Regions from separate parts of the Mus musculus genome. Here all the other regions are linked to region 3. A link is a contact called in public HiChIP or PLAC-seq data. All regions are on one chromosome and are shown on one strand. Each heading gives the region's core, a stretch centred on a gene start, on an enhancer-like site or on the middle of the called end of the contact. The rest is flanking DNA. Distances are from core to core; before and after follow the strand shown.

What was found. HiChIP or PLAC-seq counts read pairs in DNA pulled down with a chosen protein or histone mark.
Region 1: a contact with region 3 is called in an H3K4me3 HiChIP or PLAC-seq map of embryonic basal ganglia, with 3 times the contacts expected there. The contact joins the promoter of Dhrs2 here to the promoter of Dhrs4 in region 3. A contact is called at or near these places in 4 of 39 promoter capture datasets (the HPC-7 cell line, cranial neural crest, pre-B cells and 1 more), 3 of 115 datasets of contacts at active chromatin or transcription factors (embryonic basal ganglia, forebrain and stem cell-derived neural progenitor cells) and 3 of 9 other capture datasets (embryonic stem cells, liver and pancreatic islet).
Region 2: an H3K4me3 HiChIP or PLAC-seq map of forebrain shows a contact between it and region 3, with 4 times the contacts expected there. The contact joins the enhancer-like site here to the promoter of Dhrs4 in region 3. A contact is called at or near these places in 11 of 39 promoter capture datasets (the 3T3-L1 cell line, the HPC-7 cell line, cranial neural crest and 6 more), 1 of 484 Hi-C or Micro-C datasets (muscle stem cells), 5 of 115 datasets of contacts at active chromatin or transcription factors (bone marrow-derived macrophages, embryonic basal ganglia, forebrain and 1 more) and 3 of 9 other capture datasets (adipose tissue, embryonic stem cells and liver).

Annotation. Positions count from the first base shown.
Region 1 is chr14:55,220,583-55,224,986 of GRCm38.p6, reverse strand. It overlaps Dhrs2 (dehydrogenase/reductase member 2), which reads right to left and starts at 2,980. Exons shown (of 11, transcript NM_027790.2): 1 at 2,919-2,980; 2 at 1,138-1,219.
Region 2 is chr14:55,202,130-55,206,641 of GRCm38.p6, reverse strand. No RefSeq gene overlaps it. Among named protein-coding and RNA genes, the nearest start is that of Dhrs2, 18 kb to the left of the region's middle. Within about 2 kb of position 1,386, at least 52 of the 459 cell types and tissues checked have an H3K27ac peak or open chromatin away from gene starts, as enhancers often do. A contact at or near this core is called in embryonic basal ganglia and forebrain, where this site is marked.
Region 3 is chr14:55,477,450-55,482,267 of GRCm38.p6, reverse strand. It overlaps Dhrs4 (dehydrogenase/reductase (SDR family) member 4), which reads right to left and starts at 3,510. Exons shown (of 8, transcript NM_001037938.2): 1 at 3,235-3,510; 2 at 2,065-2,242. The coding sequence starts at 3,365.

The DNA of each region.
Region 1 (4,404 bases), core at 1,731-4,230, 260 kb after region 3:
AAAGGACAGCACATTGGGTTTTAACTCAAAGAACACATAAATAGGTGTGTACGTGCACACTAATGGCCCAAAATTGACTAAGCTCATCACAATGGAACTCTCCTTTTAAAAATAAAAATAAAAAGGCATGGTGACACATACCTATAATCCAGGCACTTAGGAAGATCATGGCTCAGGCCATCTCCCACTATACAGCAAGTTCGAGGCCAGCCTGTGCTACAGGAGACCTGGGGTGGGTGGATAGAATGGTAGGTGTGGAGAAGAAACAAGCCTTTGCAGAAGAATGCTCTCTGCAGTTGTTCCTTCTTGTAAGGAAAGTGAGGTGGGCTTGGAGCCTTATTTCCAAAGAGCATTGAAGAGAGAAAACAATAAATTAACTTTGCAGTGGAGAAATCTGGCAGACACTTCCAAGTGATTATGGTGACGTCACCACAAAAATAAATAATGACAACACTGTGTATCTCCTGACAAAATAAGAGACCACTTCCACCCCGGTATTTCCCCCCCCCCTAAACCCACCAGTCCAGTTAGGAAGACGTCTAACAAACTTAAACTCTTCAAAGCTGTGAACAACATGAGAAGCAAGAGCCCGCTGGATTGTCTCAGAGAGGAAGGAGCAAAGAAGGAGATACCAGGATTAGACACGGTGTGGCATCGTGGACTGAGTCCTGTACTCATCTGAGCATTAGTGTGTTGGGGGAGAGTGGGAGGCAGAATCCGGAAAATGGGAACAAAATACATAGTTAGCTGTAACACCACATCAAGGGCAAGCTTTGATGTTGTTTTATAGGAAACTGACCATAGACAGCAGGCAGCAGGGTGGATGCTGTTTGTGTAACCTTTGCTGTCTTTCGGTGAATCTATTACAACTACAAAGTAAACAAGGATGCTCTTTCTTCCTGAGCTTAGCGAACTCGCAAAGGCAATTTCTTGAACATTGAACGCAGAATTTGGCAAGGATTATTAAAGTTGTGAAAAGTCAGCTCTGGGGGCTAGCAAGATGGCTCAGCGGGTAAGAGCACTGACTGCTCTTCTGAAGGTTCTGAGTTCAAATCCCAGCAACCACATGGTGGCTCACAACCACCTGTAATGAGATCTGATGCCCTCTTCTGGTGAAGTCAGCTACAGTGTACTTACGTGTTTTGGGCTGGAGCAAGCAGGGACTGAGCGTGCGGAGGCCGACTGGAGTGAGCGGGGTTGACCAGAGCAAGCAGAGGTCCTAAAAAATTCAATTCCCAACAACTACATAAAGGATCACAACCATCTGTACAGCTACAGCGTACTCACATACATAAAATAAATAAATAAATCTGAAAGAAAGAAAGGAAGGAAGGAAGGAAGGAAGGAAGGAAGGAAGAAAGAAAGGAAGAAAAAGAAAAGTCAGCTGTTACTATTTGTAATTAGCTAGCTTTGGGGAAGAGCAAGCCACTTTTGTTAGAAATGAATTTGGGGGTCTCAGGAAAATGACCACACAAGCCTAAGTATTTCAGCAGGACAAAAGGCCTCTTTTCTGCAGAAGGGTGCATAGGAAGGGCTTTGTGCAGCCCCAAGTGGTCAGCACCAGGCCCCACATGCTTCCCAGCTAACTGCAAAAGGCACAAGTTAAGAACAACTTCCAAAACCGGGCTGCAAACAGGAACCTGCATTGATTTCCAAAAGAGCTGGCTCTGGAGGAATTTGTATTTCTGCCAAGTGGCTTCTTTACAATTCTTTTTAATGGAGTTCAGCCTCATTTAACCCTTTCCATTCCCCACACTTGTTTGTAAGTTGGCATATTATTCAATTTTCTTACATAATATGCCACACATTTGCAGTGGGACCTGTAGCAACTTCTGAGATGGCAGGATTCCTAGAAGACCCCAAAAGACTCTTCCAGGTCTAATGCGCTCTAGTTTAGCCCCATGGTTCCTCCATCCTCTGCCCTGGCTTGGTGGGAGCAAAGTCTAGGTCTCTGTGAAGGGAGCAGCTCAGCACACTGGTGTCTCTAGAGTAGCTGATAGTTTCACAGTGAAGAATCTAGATTCCGTCTTTTATGTCCTGGTACACCGGAAATGATTATCCATTCCTCCAACAAAAGTGTGTGCAGGTGAGATCAGGAGCATTCAGGGTGGTATGGCCAAGACAGTAGAGCTAGCCCTGGTGGCATAGGTGTGGGGGAGTGAGCCCAACAGTGAGAGAGGAGGTGAGCTGACCCTTGCCAGCTGTGCTACTTGGGTGGGGAAGAGCTGACACCCATGTGTAAGAACGGGAGAGTTGTCAGGTTTCCACCCAGGCCCAGATCCAGGGCTTTGAGTTGGCCCACCCCAACATCTACTCCATCTGTGAACTGCTGGTGTGTGTGAAGAGGCTGGTCCTCCAGAAGGAAAGCTGTAAGATCTGCACAATACAGAGCAACAAGAAGATATCTGACAGGAGTCCCGGGGAGGATCAGTACTGGTAGTGTAGCAGGAGCTAGTGGCCTCTAACCAGACCAATGAGCCATTGCAATGAGTATTTGCAAGAAAAGCTATTTAGGCAAAAGAGTATACTGTATGACACACTGTGACACACGGAAGTTTACATGGTGGGATATTTTGTTTGTTTTCTTTTGGGGGGAAAGTTGCAAGAGTGGAAGGAGGATATGGAGGGACTGGGAGACGAGTGGGTTTAGGGTGCATGATGTAAAATGCACAAAGAATCAATAAGAAGTTCTGGAAAATGAGTGCGGGCCTTTGGACATTCCCTGTCTGTGGGCTCACACTTCCAGTGATGCACAGTGCAGTTACTGACCGCCCCAATCCTCTGGAAGCCAACTCTCTCCCTTTCAGCAGAGGACCTGTGCTAAGAGTGTGTGGGTCCTAAAAGCCTCTGATCTCCCTAAACTCTACAGCCCTCCATTTCTGAGGTCAGGGAGCCTTGGAAGAATACGGCAAACCTACCTCGGGCCAGTGGACTCAGGCACTCAGATTCCTGGAGGGATGTCTCAAGCTGCAGCAGTCACAAAACTACGCGGGTGACAGCCGCCTGCTTTATAGAGGTCTATCCCATCCTCTCTCGCTTCTCAGTCGCCGCCCTTAAGATCACCCTGCTTATTTTCTGTAACACTCCCAAACCCTTTTGATGACTCACGCTGTGTCCTTAGAACTACCTCAGGGTCACCCCCTGAGGCACACCCTTCTATGGCCCCAGATGGGTCCCTAGTAACAGAAGATTAGGAAGAAGACCACTTTATTCCTAGAGTCATTACAGAGAAAATGGCAATTGCAGTAAGAGAGAAGACCCAGAGAACTGAGTTAGGTTATGTGTCAGTACATATCTATTAAATAAATGCAAATATATATATATATGTATATGTATACATTTATATCATACAGAACCAGGGCAATAGATATCCAAGTGGCCAAGATATCCTAAAGGAAACTGTCACAGAAAAAAATCCTGAAGAGCTGTGAGCACCAGGAAACACTGCAGCAGATTTTTATCAAACTCACCACATTCTAAAATCTTTTCTTTTTTCTTTTCTTTTCCTTCTTTCTTTCTTTTCTTTTTTTTAAAATCAAATCCACTCCATTCTAATCTACCATTTTGACCCCTCTGGAGGCATATTTGTCACAGAGCACCAGATGTTTCTGCCAGCAGCACACGCCTCCTCCTGGCATCTTTGTAAACGTTGTTCATTCTCTGCAGGTTCCCTAAGACCTCAGGCACTGTTGTGCAATGTTTAGGTACTCGAGAATCATTTGCAGATTGAAAGGCTGTCACCTCACAATGGGGTACCGTGAGTTTTAGACATGTGCTTATCTCTTCTTTGAAAGTGGTGACATCCCTACATATAGCATACACCAAGTCTATTGGGAAACATTTCAAAGATGAAGAACCGAGATGGGTGATAAAGCTGCTACCCACATTTGACAAGCACTGACATTTCTTCCTGTTTTCTCCAACTTCTATTTAAACGTTAAAAAAAAAAAAGTATTAAAACTTGAACAGAAGTTCTTCTGTGCCTCTTCCGTATCCCATTCCCGTCTCCCTGCCTTCCCAAGCGGCACCATCATCCAGAAGTTACCTGCTTCCCTCTTGTCCACAAGTTTGCATCTCTACTATGTATGCAGCAATGCACACAGAGCATTTCTCTTGCTTTGGTACTTTACTAAGCATGGTATTATCACTCTAAACATACGAAACTTCCTAGTTCTCTGCAGTCTTAGGACTTGGCTATTGAACTGGACAAGTAGCTTCTCTAGTTTATTCATTTGTGCAGCTATAACTATTGCACAGACATAAAATTAGCCTATTCTTTTCCCCTGCTGATGGACAATTACATTGTTTAAACTTTGATTACAAAAAGGAAAAAATGTTACTACATCATCCTGTGAAGTTCCCCCTTGCACCAGATGTGAGCTGCTCTCCAGAGAGCATACTTGG
Region 2 (4,512 bases), core at 137-2,636, 270 kb after region 3:
TAGTCAAGAGACTGGACCTAAGAACTCACAGACTAAAAAGATCACAGACAAAGTCAAAAGGTGTAGATAATTTAGTTAACGAACTTATAGGAGGAAAATTCCCAAACCTAGAAAAAGAAATGGACATCTAAACACAAGAGCCATGTAAACAATAAACATGAGCAGTAAACCACCTCCCCATGACATCTCATAGTCAAAAATGCAAAACAAAGAAACAGTATGACAAGCTCTGAGGGGAAGAAAACACCAACAACACATCATCAGAAACATCACAATGTCAGAGCTTCACCAGCAACCCTGAAAGCATAGCATGGTATATTTAAACCTCTGAGAGTAAACGACACAACCAAAATGGCTTTATCTAACACAGTTACCTCTTTAAATTGATAGAGAACTGAAAATATTTGAAGACAAAACGAAATTAAGCCAACGTGTAGCAATGAAGCCAGCACTGTGGAAAATGCTTAAAGAAATAGTATACAGAAAAAGAGGAGGAAGTCTCGCCTGCAAGAAAGTTCATCCCCTGAGAGGAACGGATAATGAAAGAGCAGGAGAGATCCAACCCAACCATGCCCAACATAGCAAACCAGAAAACTGCTAACACTAACAGAGTAGGAATGAGAGAAGCACAGGTAATCTGACTGACCAGGACAATTAGCAAAATCATAGGAAATACCAAGCTCATCCCAATAACAACCTTGTTAATAAATAATCCATCAATAAAAATGTAGACTAAATGAATTTAAAAATATATAAGATCCAATATCTGTGGTACCCAAGAAACTCACTTAACTTGGAAAGACATCCCAAAACTGAATCAAATGCTGGAGAGTTCTAACAGAAGATACAGCAGCCTATAGGCTGATTCTTCCATCTGATTAAGTATACTTCAAGCAGAACTGGTCAGAAGAGAGTTTTAAAGGCCACTATATATTAATAAAGGAAACAAACCATCAGGGGCATATAACAATTATAAGGACTTATGCAACAAACATTGGGGCTCTCAGTTTTTTTAAACAGATACCAAAGGAATAAAAGGCCATGCTGGTCCTGATGCAGAGGTAGTGAGGAGCTTCTATACCCTCCTCTCGTCATGAGATAGGTCTTCTAAAGTAAAATCAGTAATGAAGCCTCACAGCTAAATTGGATCATAGAACAACTTGATTAAAAGGTATTTCTGGACTATTCCATCCAAAAGTTAAGAATACACACTCTTCTCAGTGACAGATGGAGCCTTCTCTAAAATTGATCACATCATAGGCCACAAAGCAAACCTTAAGAAGTACAAGAAAAAAAATTCAAAATCATTCCTGGCTCCTTATCAGACCACAGTGGAATAAAACTACAAATCCACGGCCATAGAAACCACAGCCATAGCAACCACAGTCATAGCAACCACAGTCATAGCAACCACAGCCATAGCAACCACAGCCATAGTAACCACAGCAACTACAGAAATACATGGAAAGTGAAGAAAACAGTTTTGAATGAACAGTAGGCTACTGAAGAAATCAAAGATTAATTCCGAGTCAAAGTCACACACAGCCCAGAGAACCTCTAGAACACAGCCAAGAGTTCTGAAAGAAAGAATTAGCAGTAAGTGCTCATGTTGACATTAGAGACCCCTCAAGCAAATGACCTAATGATGCCCCTTCAGGCTCCTTCAGATAAACAGGAAGAAGCCAAACCCAAGCCCAATACACAGTAACAAACATAAGATTAGATTTTAAAACACACACACACACACACACACACACACACACAATAAATACTAAGAGAACGATACATAAAATCTTTCAAACAGGGCCTGGAGAGACGGCACAGAAGTCAAGAGCACATACAGCTGGCACATCTGGCAGTTCTCAACCACTTATACATCCATCTTTGTGGGAACCCAGTGTTTCTAGCATCTGTGTGCACCATATAAGCATGCAAATATCCAACACACACACACACACACACACACACACACACAGGGAGGGAGGGAGAGAGGGAGGGTGGGGGATGGGGGAGAGAGAAAGAATTTTAAAGTTCTTTTAAAAAATCACTTAAGCAAATAGTTGGTTCTTTGAGACGATTGACAGTATAGCAAACCCTTAGCTAAACCAACACAAAGAAGAAGATACAAATAAAGAAACTAAGGGATTAAAGAAGAGTTGTTACAACAGATGCCAATGAAACCCAGACAATACTTTGGAAAGACTGAGAAAAGCTTTATTTTAAAAACCTGGGAAACCCAAAATAATGGCTAAATTTTCAAACTAATGTGACCTACCAATATCAAAGCCAGACTACAGAAACAATTTAAACAAACTGTTAGCAAACAATGAGATTGAAGCAGTGATTTAAGCCTCCCTATGAAAAGGCTCCCTGCAGATTCTCTGATGAATTTTATCAACACTTTAAGGCAGATCCAACATCAACACTTCTCAAGCCATTCCATCAACGAGAAAGAGAAGGAACACAACCAAACTCAAAAAGCCAGCATTACCCTAATTCCAAAGACAGATTTAAAAGATAATAATAACAAAAATCCAATAGCACATTCCAGCTCAGGGACTGGAGAGAGGACTCCAGCTAAGGCTGCTTGCTTCTTTTCGGAGAACTGGAGTTCAGTTCCCAACACCCACATCAGGTGGCTCTCCACTGCCTGTAATCCCAGCTCTAGAGGACCTGGTGGTTTCTGGCTTCTATAGGCACCTGCACTCACCACTCACCTTCACACAGAGAGACTGAGAGACAGGGAAAGAGAGGAGGGAGGTAATTTTAAAAAATACGGGCTAGAGAGATGATTCAGCAGTTAAGAGCATATATTGCACTTGCAGATGGACCCAAGTTCAATTCTGAGCATTTTTATCATGCTGTTCATAGTCAACTGTAACTCCAGCTCCAGGTGGATCCAATAACTCTGGTCCCACAACATATCTGCCTGCCTGCCGCCATGTGTTCTTCCACCAAGAAAGCCATGGACTAACGGCCTAAAGCTGTAAGCAAGCCTTCAATGAAATGTCTTCCTTTATATGCTTCCTTGGCCATGGTGTCTCTTTAGAGCAATAAGAAAACAGTAACTAAGACACCATTATCAAGTTGGTTTTATTTCAAGGATGCAGGCTGGTTCAACACACACAAATAACTAAGTGTAATTACCATGTAAATAGATATAAGGACAAAAATCACATGCTATCTTACTATATTTATGGATGCAGAAGAGGTATTTGACAAAGCTCAGCATGCCATGATGATAAAGTTCTGGAAAAAAAAAAAAAACAGAACCTACCTCAACACAATAAAGGCTATATACTCACACCAGCACTATACTAAATGGGAGAAAACTGGGGGCCTTTTCTCTAAAATCTGGACTGAGACAAGATGCCCACTCTCTCCACTCCTATTCAAAACTATGCTAAAGATCTGAGCTAGAACAATTAGATAAGAGAGATATATAAAAATAATATCAGTAGGAAAGAAGTCAGCTTACCTGTGTGTGCAAATGAGGTGGTTCTATACTCAAAAGACCCTACAGACTCCACCAGAAAACTACTAGATTAATAAACACTCTCCATAAAGATCAATAACTTAGCCAAGCAGTAGTGACACATGCTTTTGATCCTAACACTCAGGAGGCAGATGCAAGCAGATCTCTGAGTTTAAGGCCAGCCTGGTCTACAGAGCAAGTTCCAGGGCATCCAGGGCTACACAGAGAAACCCTGTCTCAACCCCCCACCCCCCAAAAAAACTAAAACAAACTCAGGAAGTGTCATATGTACCAATAAAATGAAACCAACTTGGTAGTGGTGTCTTAGTAACTGTTTTGTTTTTGCTGTAAGGAGACACCATGACCAAACAGCATACAAAAGAAAGCTTTCATTGAGGACTTGCTTACAGTTTTTGACGATTAGTCCATCTAATGAATGTGTTGAGAAAAAAATGTAAGAAAATTATCCCATTCACCATAGTGGGAAAGAAATGAGTGCCTAGGAAGTGAGAGACACCCAAGAAGAAATCAAGCCCTAGATGATGCTCTGAGATTGGGCAGAACTACTACTGCGAAAATGGCTATACTACCAAAACAATCCACACAGTCAATGCAATCCCCATTAAAATTCCAATGACAAACTTCATAGAACTGGTGTGGGGGGAGGGGGGGCGTAGGCTTAGTCAAGGACTTCCTAAATAGGACCCTAAGGTCATAGGGGGAAAACCGAGAACTGAGAAATGCAGAGGCAGGAAATTAAAATGCTTCTGCACAGCAAAGGAAACTGAGCAAAGTGGAGAGGCAGCCTACAAGATGGGAGAACAATCTCTGCCAGCCATGTTTCAGACAGGAGCTGTTTTCGTTATTAGTGATAAGACATTCTGACAAAAGCAACTTGTCTTAGGGTTCATTGCTGTGAAGAGACACTGTGACCAAGCCAACTCATAAAGGACATTTAATTGGGGCTGGCTTACAGTTCAGAGATTTAGTCCATTATCATCAGAGCAGGAAACATATAGACAGACATTCTGCTGGAG
Region 3 (4,818 bases), core at 2,261-4,760:
TTGCGTGTTCATATGTGGGTGCACATGTGTGTGGAGGCCTGAGGTTGACGTCAGGAGTATTCTCTGGCTGCTATTCCACCTTATTCTTTTGGGTCGGTATCTGTCAGTCAAATCCAGAGCTTGCTCTGGGTATCCCATCTCTGTCTTCTGAGACTGGAATTACAGGTGAGACCTCAGATACACCTGGGACTTATGTGGGAGTTTTAGGCTCAGTCCTCTTGCTTGCAGAGCAAGGCATTTAATACTGAACCACTTCCTAAGCCCCTCCACACCTTATAGGATTTTGACATGAAACTGTGCATGGCTCTGGGTTTGACCCCAGCACTGGTGTGTGTGTGTGTGTGTGTGTGTGTGTGCATAAGCATGTGCACGTGCATGTGTGTGTGCATCTGTGTGTGTGTGCTTACATATGTGTGTGTGTGCGTGCATATGTGTGTGTGCATGTGTGTGCATGTGTTAAATGGCTGTCACTAATCGACCTTTACTTCTCAGGACAAACACTACAATCCCAGGCTCTTCCAGCAGCCTATGCCAGGCAATGCAACTTTCTCAGATTCAAATTCGACCCTTTACAATGCACATTTAAGACTTTGTCCACAGTTCTTTAAAAATGAAATTATCTTGGGGCTGGAGAGATGGCTCAGTGGTTAAAAGCACTGGCTGCTCTTACAGGGGACCCTGGTTTGGTAGCCAGCACTTGTATGGTGGTTCACAACCACCTGTAACTCCAGTTCCAAGGGATATGGCACCACCCTCTGACACACAGTGTAGAGACACACATGCCAGCAAAAACCCCTCATATACATAAAATAAAAATAAATAATGGAATTGTCTTATTTTATATGTCACACTTCAGTCAAGTGTTAAGGCCCCCTCTTTCAAGAAGGCTGCCCACATTATTTCTGCCAACTGTCTGATGTGTTCACTCAGGCTGTGCTTTCTCTGTGAGGGTGTCCTCCCTTGGATTTGGGGGAAGAGTGCACACCCTGAAACTTGGGGGAGACACACCGTCTTTGCAGCTTGATTCACATTTTCTTACACAGCTGGAGATGGGTGCCAAGTGTCAAGTCTGACACAGGCTTAGACTAAAGTTTATTTGGGCACCCAAGGCTTGGCACTACATAAATGGAGGATGTGTCTGGTGGTCTGCTGGCTTGTCCTGAATCACAGGTATTTTTTTTCTGGATGATGAGATGATACAGTCTCTGTAAATACAGGGAGAACAGACCTTGCCTGGGTGGAGTAGCCCACACTTGTATTTCCAGCACTGGGGGAGCAAGCTCATGGCTAGACAGGGCTGCAAGATGAATTACATACCGCTCTGGCTCCAGTACAAGCTCCTGGCCCCCTTAAAACAAAACAAACCAATACTAACAACAAAAAGCCCACATAAGGGTCTGAACACAAGAAATGGCTTGTAGTAGGTAAATGAAACATAGTGAACTGCCTCTCCCCAGTGCCCACGAGCTCTATGAGCCAAAGAACAGGAGAGCATTTATTAACTCAGACCAGGGAACCAGGAGCAGGCATTTTTTTTTTTTTGGGTGGGGGGAGGGTATCTAAGGGATCATGCAAGGTTGAAGGACCAGAGCGACTTTTGAATCTCTGGCCGGGAGAATCTGGTTGTACTTAGACTTTGGGATGCAGACATAACCGAAAAGGGTACACAATAAAAATGTATTGGTGAGAGTCTGGAGAGATGGCTCAGTAGGTAAAAGGATGTACTTTTCTCATAAAGGACCTAAGGTCAGTCCCCAGCACCCATATCAGGTGGCTTATGGCCACCTGTAACTCCAGCTTTAGAGGGTTCAAGACTCTCTTCTGGCCCCCATGGCCACCTACACTAACAAGTACTCCCCTACCATACTCAGAATGAAACATAATGAAATTAATGTTTAAAATAATATTGGTGGACGAGTTTGGGTGTGAGCATTAGGATGCTAACAGGGGTCAGCATGGGTTGTATCTCACCAATGCAGTCCTAGAAACCAGGCAGGAAGGCACAGGCTGCCTTGCCTCCCTTCTGCCATGCCTTGGCCCAGCACCCATATTCTGCCTGCTCACCGTGGTTATCAGCTTTTCTCGATCCTCTGCCTTCCCCACGTGGCACACGATGCCAGTCACACTCAGGCCCTCTCCCTGTAGTGTGGCCACTGCACGGTCCACATTCTGCTGTTTGCGGCTGCTGACGACCACGTGGGCCCCATCTTCAGCCAGGCGCCGGGCGATGGCAAAGCCGATCCTACGAGGGTAAAAGGTGACACACTGTCAAGGCCTCTACCGCAGAGAAGAGGGCGAGAGCATGCGTGGGCTCTGCTTTCAGGCTTTCAGCACTGGACCCTCGCTCTCCCTGTATTCGAGCTTCACGCATTTCTACTAGGTAGAGTAGGCTTTTAATGGTGCGGACAGAAGGATAAGCTCAGATGATTTTATTATGATCTTGTCTTTTACCCCAGTTCCCGGGACTGACATCACCTGCCACAGCCTTCATGACCGATTATTGTACCTATGTCCAGTTGGGAAAGAGGGGAGAGAAATAGATGAGTGTTCAGTTGCCATGGACTTAGGGGCCTTGCTGGAAGAAGCCCATATCCCCAAATACCTCTTACCACACTACAACCTCACAATTCTATCTTTTGATATATTTGGGGGGGGCCTTCACCAAAAAAAGCATGGCTCAAAATGTAAATATCAATTACATATTTTATAATAGCCAGATGTTAGCTTTTCATAGACATCTGCATTACAGATTTTCAAGGAGTTTTTTAATTTAGTAAGGTCCTGTGGGGATTAAAAAACTGGATAGTTGAGAGTGGTGGGTGAGACAGGCTGGGCACGGAGGCCCAAATATACAGACTGAAGTAAAGATCTGGGCACGGGATCCAGGTAAGGGGTCCCTAGGGAGCAAGAACAGCAAGCAGAGCTTTGAAGCCGTGACTGGTTGTTTTGGTCTTCCCAGACTCTAGGTGGAGCTGTCGATTGGGGCAGCCCAGAAGCACCGGGACCTGGGTCCTTCTGGCAGCGCCGAGCTCTCACAAAGCCGAAGGCAACAGTGATACAAGGGCTAGCCTGTGGCAGGGCCAGGTCGGGGATTCGGAGCGATTTCAGGTCCACCATGTGGGTTTCCTTTTTCTCCCTCGGGGTGGCCTTTGGCCGCATCTGAGGCTCGAGGACAACAGTCCAGGAGTTAAAGAGTACTTGTTTCTGGATGAAGACTCTGGCTCTGGTACTCACCCGTCGGTGGAGGCTGTGACCAGGGCCACCTTATTGGAGAGAGGGTTTCGACGAGTCAACCCGGAACTGGCCATCCTCACCGACATCCACGCTTGAGTCCAACCACCTAACAGCCGTCCCGCTTTCTGCATAGTTCAGGCCAGGGGGTTGGGTTGAACTCTGCTAGGGGAGGGGACTGTTCAAAGGGCGGGAGGCTGGTCTAGCTGGGAGAGCTCTGACTTCCCAGACTGCCTGCCCCTCTTCTAGGACCGGCTCTGCGACGGCCCGGGACTAGGCGGGAGCCGCGGCGGTTGCGAGCGCTCCCTGCTGGCGCCCCGCGCCCCTTTGCCTGATTTGGGACTCCCGCAAATTCTCAGTCCAAGTTTCCTTCAAGACCCCCACACCTCTTCTACCAGAACCCCCAGCTTTTCCTGTGCCCCAGCTGCTCCTCCCACTTCTGCTGGTCCACCTTTTTTTGGGATGGGGTCTTAGGAGAGTCGTTGGAGAGGAAGCTTTGCAATTTTATTTATTTTTGTTTTGCTTCCTTAAACTCCAAATAATTCTTCCTTTATAAAAAGCCTGGGTTTGTATGCAGGACTGCACAGACAACTCATTTGGTAAAATGGTTGTTGAGCAAGCATGCTGGCCTGAGTTTGGATCTTCAGCATTAACATAAAAAGCAGGGCTTGTCACCTAACAGCTGTATTCCTAGCTTTAGATACACAGACAAGATGATTGTTGAGGCTTTTGGTCATCTGGTCTTGCCAATCCATGAGCTCCGGGCTCAGTGAAAAACCCCGTCTCAAGAAAAAGATAAGATAGGGAGTGGTAGAAAACAGTCCACGTTGACCTCTCGTATAGGCACATGTGTGCATACCCTACTCCCCCAGCCCCAGAAACACACCATGATGAGCGTAGTAAAAATGCCTTTAGACATGTAAAAAATAGCTTATTCAGGAACCCCACTACACCCATGGCTGTACTGATAACCAGAACATCACTCACTCAGGATAACCAGACACAGTCCTAGCACCCCACGATGCCCATTGGACAGTATCAAAGCAGAGACCAAGGGCAATGCTCTGCTCTGCACAGTTGGAGAGAAGCTACCCAGATCTGCCCTGTGTCTGGAGAGTCTTGCCAAGGATCCTGACCCTCGAATCAGAGACCACTAATAGAGGCTAGACCCAACCTTCAGTTAAGATATGTTACACAGCTGAGAAGCCCTGGGGAGACAGGCTTAGGACCTTAGTTAGGAATTTAGAGAGTGAACCTTGTGTGATGACCCTCTGCGTAAGAAAATAACACACACACACACACACCACACATCACATACAAGAAGGGCAAATGAATGAATGTTTTGAGACTGTCTGTGGAGGTGACACTTGTGCTCCTCACAGTGTCCATGTAGTGAGGGATGAGGAGGCCAGGTGACAAATGTGATAAGTTGTGACAGCTGGCCTAGGCCTGACACTATCTTTCCCTATGGCACAAAGTCTATTGCCAGTGGTTCTCAACCTGTGAGTCACAACCCCTTTGGGTTTGCCTAAGACTATTGGAAATATCAAATTTTTTCATTATGATTCATAACAGTAGCAAAAATTA